2 separate regions of the Mus musculus genome follow, and region 2 is linked to region 1. The links are chromatin contacts, called in public HiChIP or PLAC-seq maps. All regions are on one chromosome and are shown on one strand. The core of a region is the stretch at or near the end of the contact, and the rest is flanking DNA. Distances in the headings are between cores, read along the strand shown.

Region 1 (5,201 bases), core at 1,706-4,205:
GTTGAGGACATGCAACCTTATTTCCGGCTTCAATTGCCCTTCCTCTGGAACAGGGCTGTGCCCCCTATGTGCACCACAGCCACCAGGATGAAAATCCCAAAGGCAAGATGGCAGAATACTGGCCGTGTTGGGGTGTGTCCCAGCCCTGCCCTGGACCCTGCTTTATGGCCTTGGGTAGTTTCAGCTTTCCTGAATCTTTCTTCTTCCTCATTGTAAGCATCAAATGATAAAGAGTTAACAGTAATTTACAAATTGTAGATGGATGTGCACATAGCATCGGTGGAGAGAAGAGGAACATGTTTTGGGTGGGGGGTCTCTGGCTCCTGTGGCTACCGAGCGACTGCTCTTGAAACCTCCTCTAGGAATTCTATTGCTCGCTACACCCTGCTCGGTTTGAAAGTTGAAAGAAGCAGATGTCACAGTGGATGGGGCTGATAACACCCACACAGGACACCCCACCTCAAGGCAAAGAAACTAGACTTTGTTTTCCTCCAAAATGCATCCAGTGCCATTTCCAACCACCTCTCGGGTGGGCGCCACCAATTGGTACAAAGCGCCCTTCATCTCTTGCCAGGACAACCAACCACATCAGCCTTCCCTTCTCCGTGGGTCTCCTCCATCCGCTCCTGCCCCCTACAGTCCGTTCTCTGCATAGCAATCAGTGGAGAATTCTAAGAGACCTACAGATCTGGTCACTCACTTTCTGGAAGCCATACACAGGCCTCTTATCACACTTGGAACGAAACCCAAGCTTCTCCCAACCATCTGGCCTGCTCATCTCTCTATCTCAAACCACTGTCTGCTTGTTCTCCATACCCCAGCTGCAGCGGGAGTTCCCTGCCAGACTCGCTCCAGACTCAGGGCTTTGCACTCGCTCCGTGCTTCCCCACATCCTGCTCTGCCTGGCTCCTCATCCGCTCCCTAACACATCCTTAGAGGAGTCCACCCATCCCACATTGGCACCTCCCACCGCTAAGGTTCATTCTAGTCCATCCCATCCCTGCCTTCCTTCTGGTCCTCCAGCCTTCATCTCCCGATTGCAGGTGTGAGACGCCACATTCTGTTTATGAAGCGCTGGGATCAGTCCCAGGGCTTTGTGGATGCTCTGCGAGCATTCGACCAGCTGAGGTCCATCCTCAGCCCCTAGACAGTTTCTTTCTATTCTGTCACTGGTGCTCTATGAGGCAGAGGCCTTGTTTGTAATGGTCACCAGAGTCTCCTCTGCTTTCGCACAGGTAGAAGACAGGTATAAATGTTGAATGAACTGATAAATGAATCTTGTGTGTGTGTCCTTCCTGGTCTTAGCAGACCCTGGGCTTCCCTGTCTCAGTCCGCACAGAGCCAGAACACCTCCCGGCACTCCACTCCTGATTCATTCTGTTGTTCTTCCTCCAGGAAGTCTTCCCTGGTGCCTCTTTCTGATTATCAGATGCTAGTGGCCTGAAGGCCGGAATGAGCAGCCAGTGCAGCTAGTGCAGCCAGTGCCTTTAACCAAAAGCCAATTACAGGGCTATGGAGACGTCTATTGGGACTGAACTTCTGGTTCCTAGCCTTTTTTTTTTTTTTTTTTTTTTTTTTGAGATAGATTCTTGCTATATAGCTCTGGCTGGCCTGGAATTTGCTAAATAATCCAGGATGGCCTTGAATTCATGAGATTGCTCCTCCTTTATCCTCCCAAGAATTGGGATTGTAGATGCAAATCCTGTTGTGTCATTTCTGACTTCCTGTCTCTAAACCAAACAAAATATCATTGCATTTCTTGTTAATTATGTGTGAGTGTGTGTGTGTGTAGGCATGTGTGTGCCATGTGTGGAGGTTGGTATGTGTGTATGTAGGCATGTGTATTCCATGTGGGGAGGTTGGTGTGTGTGTGTGTGTGTGTGTGTGTGTGTGTGTCATGTGTGAAGGTTGGGGGACATCCTGTGGGAGTCAGCTCTTTCCTTCTCACATGTGAGACCCAGGGACCAAAATCAAGTGGTCAGGCCTGGTAGTAAGTGTCTTTGCCTTCTGAGCCATCTTGCCAGCCTCCAGTTCACTGTCTCATGCATGCTAAGAGAGGAAGCTTGGTCTAGAAGAGGAAGCCGAGGAACCAATAAGCATAAACAGGTGGGGCTGGGAGCAAAACAGGCCTGGTCTGCGAAAACAGAGAGGCCAACAGTTAGTGTTGGAATCCACCTACTCTGGGTTCATGGCTCCCTCAGAACCCTGTGACCTCCGTGAGTGGGCAGCAGGGTCAGTAAGTGGGCAGAATTCACTCTTCTTTCCCTATCAGGTCGCTCCTCTGACCAGCATCTTTCAGAGCCCAAGGGGTTTGCTTTAATGGCGAGAAGTAGGGGGTCACTGTTCCAGAGAAACTTGAGTTCAGCCCCCAGCTTACCCCATCTGTCTCCTGTGAGGTGAAGTTTCTGTCATTGGTTTTAATCTCCATTCAGACAGGCAAACATGGCCTCAGACAACAGATCATTGTTGGTGGTGTCTCCCCTTGAACATCGATCATCTCTATCTATCTATCCCTTTACTGTGGCCAGCCAGTCTGTGGGCCTCTTACCATCCCGCCCGTCTATGCTGTACCATCCTGTTCTTCAGACCCTGCATTCATCTGACAGTCTGACCTACACTCTGGGGCCAGCCTGTCTGCCCTGTGGATACACGCTTCTTTTTTTCTTTTTCCTCTTGTGGGTCTCTCTGCCTGGGGCTTCCAGTCCTTCACTAACTGGTCCATCTGCTGGCCTACTGCTCAGCTCATGGCTCAGCATGACTGCCCGTTTTCCAGCCGTCCTCTCCTGCTTGATTCTCTTCTTCCTGACTCTGGGTTCTTCTCTTGTCTGTCTGTGTCTCTCACATCCTCAGCTCTCCCATCTGTCGGTCTCTGGTCTCCGAGTTTCTGAGCCTGTGTTCTCGCCCCTCCCCACTCCCCCTCAGGGCTCTGAGCCAAAACCACAACAGCTTCCAGAGGCTCCCCCGCTCTGCCCGCTCTATCCAGGAAGCAGCCTGCAGGCCTGCTAAAGACCCCTGTCTCCAAGATGGGCCCTGCCTGACACCTGCAGGTTGAGGGTGGGGGCTAACCCTCCGAGTCCTTCACCTCTTTGTAGGATGATGGACCATGTGCAGGGCTTACAAATAACGATAACGATAACCCACATCAAGCACCAACCTTCCAGCACAACTGGGAAACCAGAAAGTGGTAATGTGGTACCAGCCAGACGTAAGCAAGGCATCTTAAAGTTGTCTGCTCACAGGCTTTGTCAGGAAAGAAACCTGGTACTTTCTAACTAGGCATGATCATACTTGCTTATAAGCCTGTTCGTGGGAAGCTGAAGCAGGAGGATTGCTGCTCTGAGGCCAGCCTAGGTTATATAGAGTGAGACCCTATCTCAAACTTCAACACAAGTAAGCTGAGGCAGAAGGATTCCTGTGAATCCAACACCAGCCTGTGCTTCATAATAAATCCCAAGTTAATATATGCTACATAATGAGACTCTTGTTTCAAAACAAAACAAAAAGTCAGAATTGCTAACTAGAGAAAGTTGGTAATTTCTGGCAAAGTTGGCTTTCCCACGGAAGCTGCCCCTAAGAACAGAGGGCCAGAAAAGATCTGTCTGGCTAGGTGAGATCAATGGGCAGTTTCTTTTCTGGGTGTGTGTGTGGGGGTGGGTGGGGGGGTGTCTCCACCCACTGCAGAAAGTAACTGCCATTCATTCAATATATTCTATTTTGTACCTTGCTAAAATCTTTACTGCAGCCATGTGACTTCTGTGACTAGGAGCCCATCTTCTGATGGAAAAACTGAATACCATCAAAAGAAAGGTTCATTTGGTGTGTGTGTGTGTGTGTGTGTGTGTGTACCTGTGTGTGTGTGTATCTCTGTGTGTGTATGTATCTGTGTGTGTGTGTACCTGTGTGTGTGTGTATCTCTGTGTGTGTATGTATCTGTGTGTGTGTGAGTTTGTGTGTGTGTGTGTGTGTGTGTACTGGGGAGTGATCCCAGAGCTAAGCATGTGCTCCTTCGTTGAACTATCTTCTTAGCCCCATTTATTTTCTCAACACTTCTGAGTACCTACTATGTGCCAAGAACTATGGTAGACACAGGGGTGAGCAAGAGCGATTCAACCCATTTGTCGGCACTATTTTTAATAATGAAGGCCTGGGCACTGATTCAATCATTGTGTAAGTGGGAGAAAACCATGTTCCATAGACTCCAGTGATGGTCCAGACCAGGTCTTGTGCTACAGCATAGAGAATACCAGAGGGAGTGGGGAAGGCTCTACAGTCAGGGAAGAGTCTCTGGAAGTGTTGATTGCTGAGGAGTCTGAAGTAGGTACAGGAGCTAAGCAGGTGGGAAGGGGAGAGGAGAGGGGATTTTGATAGAGGAAACAACTTGAGCAAAGGTCTTTATCTCATGACCCAGGAAGGTTTTAAAGATGGCAGCAGTTTTAGAGGTAAAAGCTGTGGAGAACTCACTAGATGGAGTGGAGGTTAGGTCAGTTGCCAGGTCAGAGAAAACAATGGGCTTTTATGAAAAAAGGAGACAGTTATCAGACATTTGGAGGAGGGACTCTGCCCAGCTCCAACATCAAGAAAGCAATGGAGCTGTGTCTCAGGACACAGAGATGTCCCTCATTTCACCAGGGAGTGGATCAAGCTGAGCAGGGGAACCCAGACCCCACCTGTAGGTTTTGCAGGATAGCCCAGGAAGAATGGCTTCAACACCCCCCTCCTGTTGGTTTACGCCTCAATTCTGAGCACTCCTGCAAGGATGAGAAAATAGGCCCTTCCTGGGGTTGGCAGCCAAAAGAATCCTAAATGTCAGCAAAGAATGTGATTTTACACGTTTGGCTCCCATTTCATGTGGTGCTGGGAGCCAGGCTGTCTCCCTTCTCCTTCACAGCCCCTGAAGAGTCACAGCCCCTCTTCTTTGCTGGCACCAGGCCAGACACTTCCGGCCACTGATTTTAGGTCTTAGCTAAAAACCTGTGACTTTCTCCCATCCCATCCTCTCTCACCAGCTCCCAGCCAGTGTCCATGTTCTTGCTCAGTAGAAAAGCAGAAAGCTGCTCTGGGGCAACCATATTTGGGACCAGGCTTCTCACAGCTCCCTTTCTCTGGGCCTCAACTTTGCCAGCTATGTTATGGGTTAGTGATGTGCAAGAGAGACTAAAGCTCAGAGCCCTGTGCTCTGAAGGTTCTGAAGGTCCTTTGCT
Region 2 (5,376 bases), core at 1,736-4,235, 420 kb before region 1:
TGCCCTTGAAGTGTATGTTTCCATAAGTTATCCAAGTCCATTAAAATATATTTATCACCACATTAAAGGGCATACAGAAGTCTTGGGCTCAGTCTGGTCTAGGACCAGTCTCCTCCAGGCTGTTCCTGCCCAGGCCACGCAGCAGGGCCCCCTCTTGGGGTGACTCTGCCCCCACTCCGTGTTTTTGAGGCTTTTTCTCCTCTTCCCATTCAAGTCAAAGAGGAATTGTTTTACTAATGTCCACGGAACCATCTCAGACTCCTTGTGTTCACACCTCTAGACATTCACACGAGTGTCTGTCTGTCCTGCGGCCTCCTCATGTGGCACAGTGTTGGGTGCAGGGTCCTCCTTGGTTTGGGTGCTGGCTCTAGAGGGGCAAGTGGAGAAAATGACCTGTGCACCTTGGCCCTGTCACTGTCTCTTCTGCAGCAGTGTCTGGGCTGTGGTGGTGACAGAGGTGGGCAGGCTTTGCACAGCGGCAGTTGCTCTTGCTTTACCCAGCTCAGATCCTAACCCTTTGGTGAATGAAAAATGGAGATCCTGAGGCCTCTGTAGACAGGAGAAGCCCAGAGAAGCCAGCCAGGACATTGGCCTGGGCACCCTGGGCAGGGATTCAAAGGTCATCTTTTCTTTCTGACCCATAAATCCCATCTCTTAGAATAGTTCTGTGATGGAAAAGACCAGCATACAGACTAGTACCTATTGCCAGAGATGCTCCCTGAACTGTTGTCTACCCTAGCCTATATACCCAACCAACCATACGGACACGGCTTAGGCAAATTGGGGAAAAGACTCATAGCAACATGTTTAGGGAAAAAATACTTCTAGTGCTCAGGAGGCTGAAGCAGGAAGATCGTGAGTTCAAGGTCAGCCTGGGCTATATACAAAGCAACACCCTGTCTCAAATAACTTAATTAAAAGAAATGCATTTTTGAGAAGAAAGTGAACTATAATTCTCTGTGTACATTATGATATCAAGTATGCAAAGAAAAGTCACAAGGAAAAACAAACAGAAGCATATGCCAGGCTGCTTGGTGCAATTACGCTTTTAAATTTTCTTCTTCACATCTTTCTGCACACTTCAGATTTTCTACAAAAAGAGCACACATAGCTTTGATCCTCGGGACAGCAGAGCAATAAGCAGGAGGAAAAAAATCCTCCTCTGCATGCAATTATGGAAGCACCAGGATTTGGGAGGGTGGAGGGTACTGAAGGCCTGGCTCAGATCTGTGAGCCATCTGGTCTCGGAGAGTGCTCTGGTGAGGGGACACCGTGGGGCTGAGGCTGGAGTGGGACAGGCAGAGGCAGGTGTTTACCAGCAAGAGCCAACTCTGGCCAGAGTTGGAAACTTAATGCCTTCAGGGTCCTGGCAGGTGGCCTGAGTGAGCAAAGCTGTGCCCTGGCAAAACACACATGTCCTGCCTGTAAGAAGTGGCAGCTACAGGGCCACATGGTTGTCACAGGAATCCTGTGTGACAGACCTTTCATTTCTTTTGAAACAGCCAAGTCTCACTTTTTTTTTAAAAACTGGCACCTAACTGGCAAGCATTTTCAACACTGTGTGCTGCACAGCACACAGGTGGACAGGTGGACAGCGAGTGGCCGCTAGCCCTCTCCTTGACGGAGGCAGCCTCTCACCCCACCCTCATTCCATGCAGGGACTGAAAGGGGTTTTCTTTTGTTTTTGCTGCAGAGAATGAGCCTCCATCCCCTCTGGTGTCTGGCATTATTGATTACAACATGCCCCTCACCTCTACCTACTTGAAGCAGATGAAGCTGCGAGTGATGAACTCTCAGGAGCAGGTAAGGTGCCTGCTCTCTCCCTCAGAGGCCAGGAGGCTGACCTTGCCTGGTTGTGGCTGAGACTTTCCAGGGCTTGGGGCCCACAGCAGCCTGGATAAACACGAGCAAATAAAAAGACAGTTCTGTGGTCATCTGGTCCCACAGCTAGCAGAGAAGGTGGGAGCATGCTCACCCTGTGAGTGTCTTCTGAACCGTGGAGGCTCAGCCTTGCCGGGCTCTCTCAAGGACCTGCTAGGGACAAATGCTTCAGAGCCACAGACCTTAACTCTCAGGGTCTCCCCACTGTTACACCACTGGTTGCTTGCCAGTGGCCTCTGTCATTCTTGGGTCCCAGGAAGATGGGCCTTGGAGGTTAGACTGGGCTAGATAAGGCCTTGGAGCTCCCTGGTTGTCCAAGACTCCTAGATGAGGTTTGCCAAGGGCTGTCAGGCACCATGAAAACAAGCTCTGAAAACTCCCCACACATTCCACTTGCTGACCTCCCACAAAGCAAAGCCTGTCTCTGAAAGAGAACCTGGGTGAGCACTGTCCTCTCCCTCTGCTGCAACCGAAACCAGGGCGCTCCTTCCTTCCTTCATCTCAAGTGCAGCCCCCACCTATGCTTACATCAAGTCCCCAAGGCTTTAACTAAGGGAAGGGGCACTTGCTTCCACATGGAATCCAGGTCAGAACTCTTGGTTTCTGCTGTCTTGCATCGCAAGCCTCCTTGACAGTGTGAACATGTGGGGGTGGGGGAAGGCTTGTGGCTGGGCCTGGATGTGGAGGCGGTGAGTCTGTGCTAGAGCTGGGCCTGTGCTACCTACAGTGAGCATTCAGGCTGCCCCACCCCCACCCCAATCCTGTTTCTTGAGGCTAAAGGAAGGAAGCCAGCTTTTTTTGCAGGGGGGTGGGGGGCATCTCTCACTTCCATGTTTTCCCTCTCATCCAACAGTGACTGTCCTAGGATGGTTGCTGTTGATGGCAGTGTGCTGGGGTGGGGGTGGGGGCACTGCATGGTTTCTGCTGTGGGGTAGTAGTCTCAGGGTGCCATTGTTAGTGCTTAGGAAATCTCATTCCCACTGTGCAGTTCTCTGGTGACTACTGAAGAGGAGGAGGAATTGTGCCCTTTGTTTTCCTATAACCATCCACAGTGTCACTGCTCACATAAACCACACAGACAGCTGAGAGCAGTGCCACATGGCCTTTTCTCTCCTGGGACAGGCAGCTGGATCTGGGTCACTGCCGGGGCCAACGTGGTCAGTGTGGTGTGCAGATGTGGCCTCTCCTCTGTAAATCCTGTCAGGTTTTGTTTGCTTTTAAAATCTTAACTGTAGTTTCTCTTGTATTGGTAGAAGGTGGTGGTGAGAGGGATTAACAAAGGTGAGGCTTTTTCTGTGAGCTGGGCTCTAGTGCCTAGCAGGTAGCTATAGCTATTGAGGAAGTGACAACTGGACACAGTGGTGCTATTGAGAAGGTTTTGGGATATGGGTACTTGGTGTCCATTGGAGGGTCTGTGGCAGGCAGGGAAGGCTTGCCGCAGGAAAGAAGGCCACCATTTATGCTAGATATGAAAAGAAAGAAAATTTCCATACCATAGGGGGAAACCTATGCAAAGGCCCCCTGGTCAGGGAAGGACAGAGTCTGTACAAGTCCCTAACAGAGGCTGCACACTGGACCAGAATGTGGGAGGGAAAGGGTCAACTCTCAGCCACTCAACGAACGCTAGGCAAGTATCTGGCAAGACAAAGCTCATGGACTGATTGTCCTGGCCAGACTCAAGCTACTCCCACAACAAGACTGCGGGAGTCATTGTCTCCAAGTGCTCAGCAAGTCTGGGAGTGCAGAGACTCAGAGTAACCAGCTTCCCCTGTCTGTGGGGAGTGGGGGAGAGGGCAGGCCCTACTTGGGCACTGGCAGGTGAAGCAATGTCAATGTCCCATCTTTCTTTGAGCCTCCCACCCACCTGTCAATCTCCAGCTCCCTATGATCAGCAAGGAGCTGCAAAGCCTTGGTCTCCATTGCCCTGCTTTAAGGCTGGCACAACGGAAAAAAACAAGCATCACTGCTGTGGATTGTTTAATCTACAGCAGCAAAGAAGGGGCCAAGGATCAGAGTCCTTGATGCCCCTTCTTGAGTTGAAACTAAAAATCCATATCCTTGCATTAGTAGCCTGTTCCTCACACACTGGAGGTAGACAGGGTCCTCCTTAGGACAAGTGGAGGACTATTTGGCCTGAGTTCTGCCTGTCCCATCCCACGTCCCTTGCAAGACCACTCTGACCACAGAGGCCACAACTGGCACCTGTAGTATTTGCAAGCTGCTAGTGTGAGTTATGAGGAAGGCAAAAACAGTCTCCAGGCACTGGGGCAGGATAGATAATGTCAGTGTAATCACAGCCCTGGAGGACCAACAGCTCAATCAGACCTTTTGGGGATTTCTAACATTTGCACTCCAGGAGACACCAGGGAGGCAGGGCATATGCAACATGTACACCCTCACCTTGTTCTGGCAGACAGTGAGAGGGAGCAGGGTTTTCTTGCAGCTGGCCAGTGTTTGATCCAAGTTAATATGCTGGGCACTTAGTCCTTCTCTATAAAGATACTAGGAAATATGGACACCTGGCACCTGGTAACCCTACCCCTCAACATACACACACAAAAGAAAACTCCAATGGTAATAGTAACACAAAGGAAGGAGATTCTTCTTGAGGTCTGATTCAGTGCAGCAAATATTGTTGTTAAGTTTCCTCATTTCACAAGATGGTCTGGGTTAAGTGGCATTCTCTACAGGGACCTCCTCAAAGAGAATTACTCCTGGAGCTGTCATCAGAGTGGCTACAAGGAGCTGAAAAATTGGGATATAGTGTCAGAAGAGGTTTTATTTTTCTGCCAGGTGAGGTGGCCCATGCCTTTAATCTTGGCACTTGGAAGGTAGAGGCAGAAAGATCTCAAGTTCAAAGCTAGCTGAGTTCAAAACCACAAATTCTCACAAACTCCTCTAGAGATGCAGAATTGAAGCCACGCTGGTTGTACAGTTGATAAACTTATCTTCTTAGAGGAATCAGGGTATGGAGATGTGGCAAGCCATGAGGGAACAGCTGAGAGCCTTCCACAAGAAGGTTGCATCCTAGACAGGGTGCAGGCTGAGTCAGAACAGAGTGACCTGTCAGTTTCCAAGTCCCCTCCAGAGTGTGCTCAAGGCAGAGTCACCCACTTACTGCCTTTTGCCTTCTCTTGTTTTTTCATTCTTTTGTAATTAAATATCACAGAGACTGTTTAAAAAAGAAAAAAACAAACAAAAACAAAAGAGAAAGAGAGAGAGAGAGAGAGAAAGAAAGAAAGAAAAAAGGAAAAACCCAACAAGACAAAACACACAAAAGCCTGAGGACAGTGACAAAGATTCCCAACAATCTCACCCAGCCCTTTCCACTTCTACCCATTCCAGAAGCACCTTGCTGGCTTTGCATCCTACCCTCCAACCCCCTACCCCATGCCTCATCCCACAGTTCCCACCCCACCCCCACCTCATTCCCCCACCCCACAGCTCCCACACCAACCCCACCCCCAACCCATGACCCACTCCCCACCTCTCACA

Evidence for each region. HiChIP or PLAC-seq counts read pairs in DNA pulled down with a chosen protein or histone mark.
Region 2: a contact with region 1 is called in an H3K27ac HiChIP or PLAC-seq map of T-cell acute lymphoblastic leukemia, with 2.9 times the contacts expected there. The contact joins two enhancer-like sites. A contact is called at or near these places in 1 of 39 promoter capture datasets (liver), 2 of 115 datasets of contacts at active chromatin or transcription factors (T-cell acute lymphoblastic leukemia and embryonic stem cells) and 2 of 9 other capture datasets (embryonic stem cells and liver).

What each region holds. Positions count from the first base shown.
Region 1 is chr2:153,043,740-153,048,940 of GRCm38.p6, reverse strand. All of the region lies in intron 1 of Xkr7 (X-linked Kx blood group related 7), which reads right to left. The region is part of intron 1 of Gm32286 (a long non-coding RNA gene); the gene reads left to right. Among named protein-coding and RNA genes, the nearest start is that of Gm32286, 6.5 kb to the left of the region's middle. Within about 2 kb of position 2,955, at least 29 of the 459 cell types and tissues checked have an H3K27ac peak or open chromatin away from gene starts, as enhancers often do. A contact at or near this core is called in T-cell acute lymphoblastic leukemia, where this site is marked.
Region 2 is chr2:153,467,115-153,472,490 of GRCm38.p6, reverse strand. Nol4l (nucleolar protein 4-like) reads left to right here. Exons shown (of 11, transcript NM_001134300.2): 4 at 1,694-1,803. Among named protein-coding and RNA genes, the nearest start is that of Nol4l, 60 kb to the left of the region's middle. Within about 2 kb of position 2,985, at least 39 of the 459 cell types and tissues checked have an H3K27ac peak or open chromatin away from gene starts, as enhancers often do. A contact at or near this core is called in T-cell acute lymphoblastic leukemia, where this site is marked.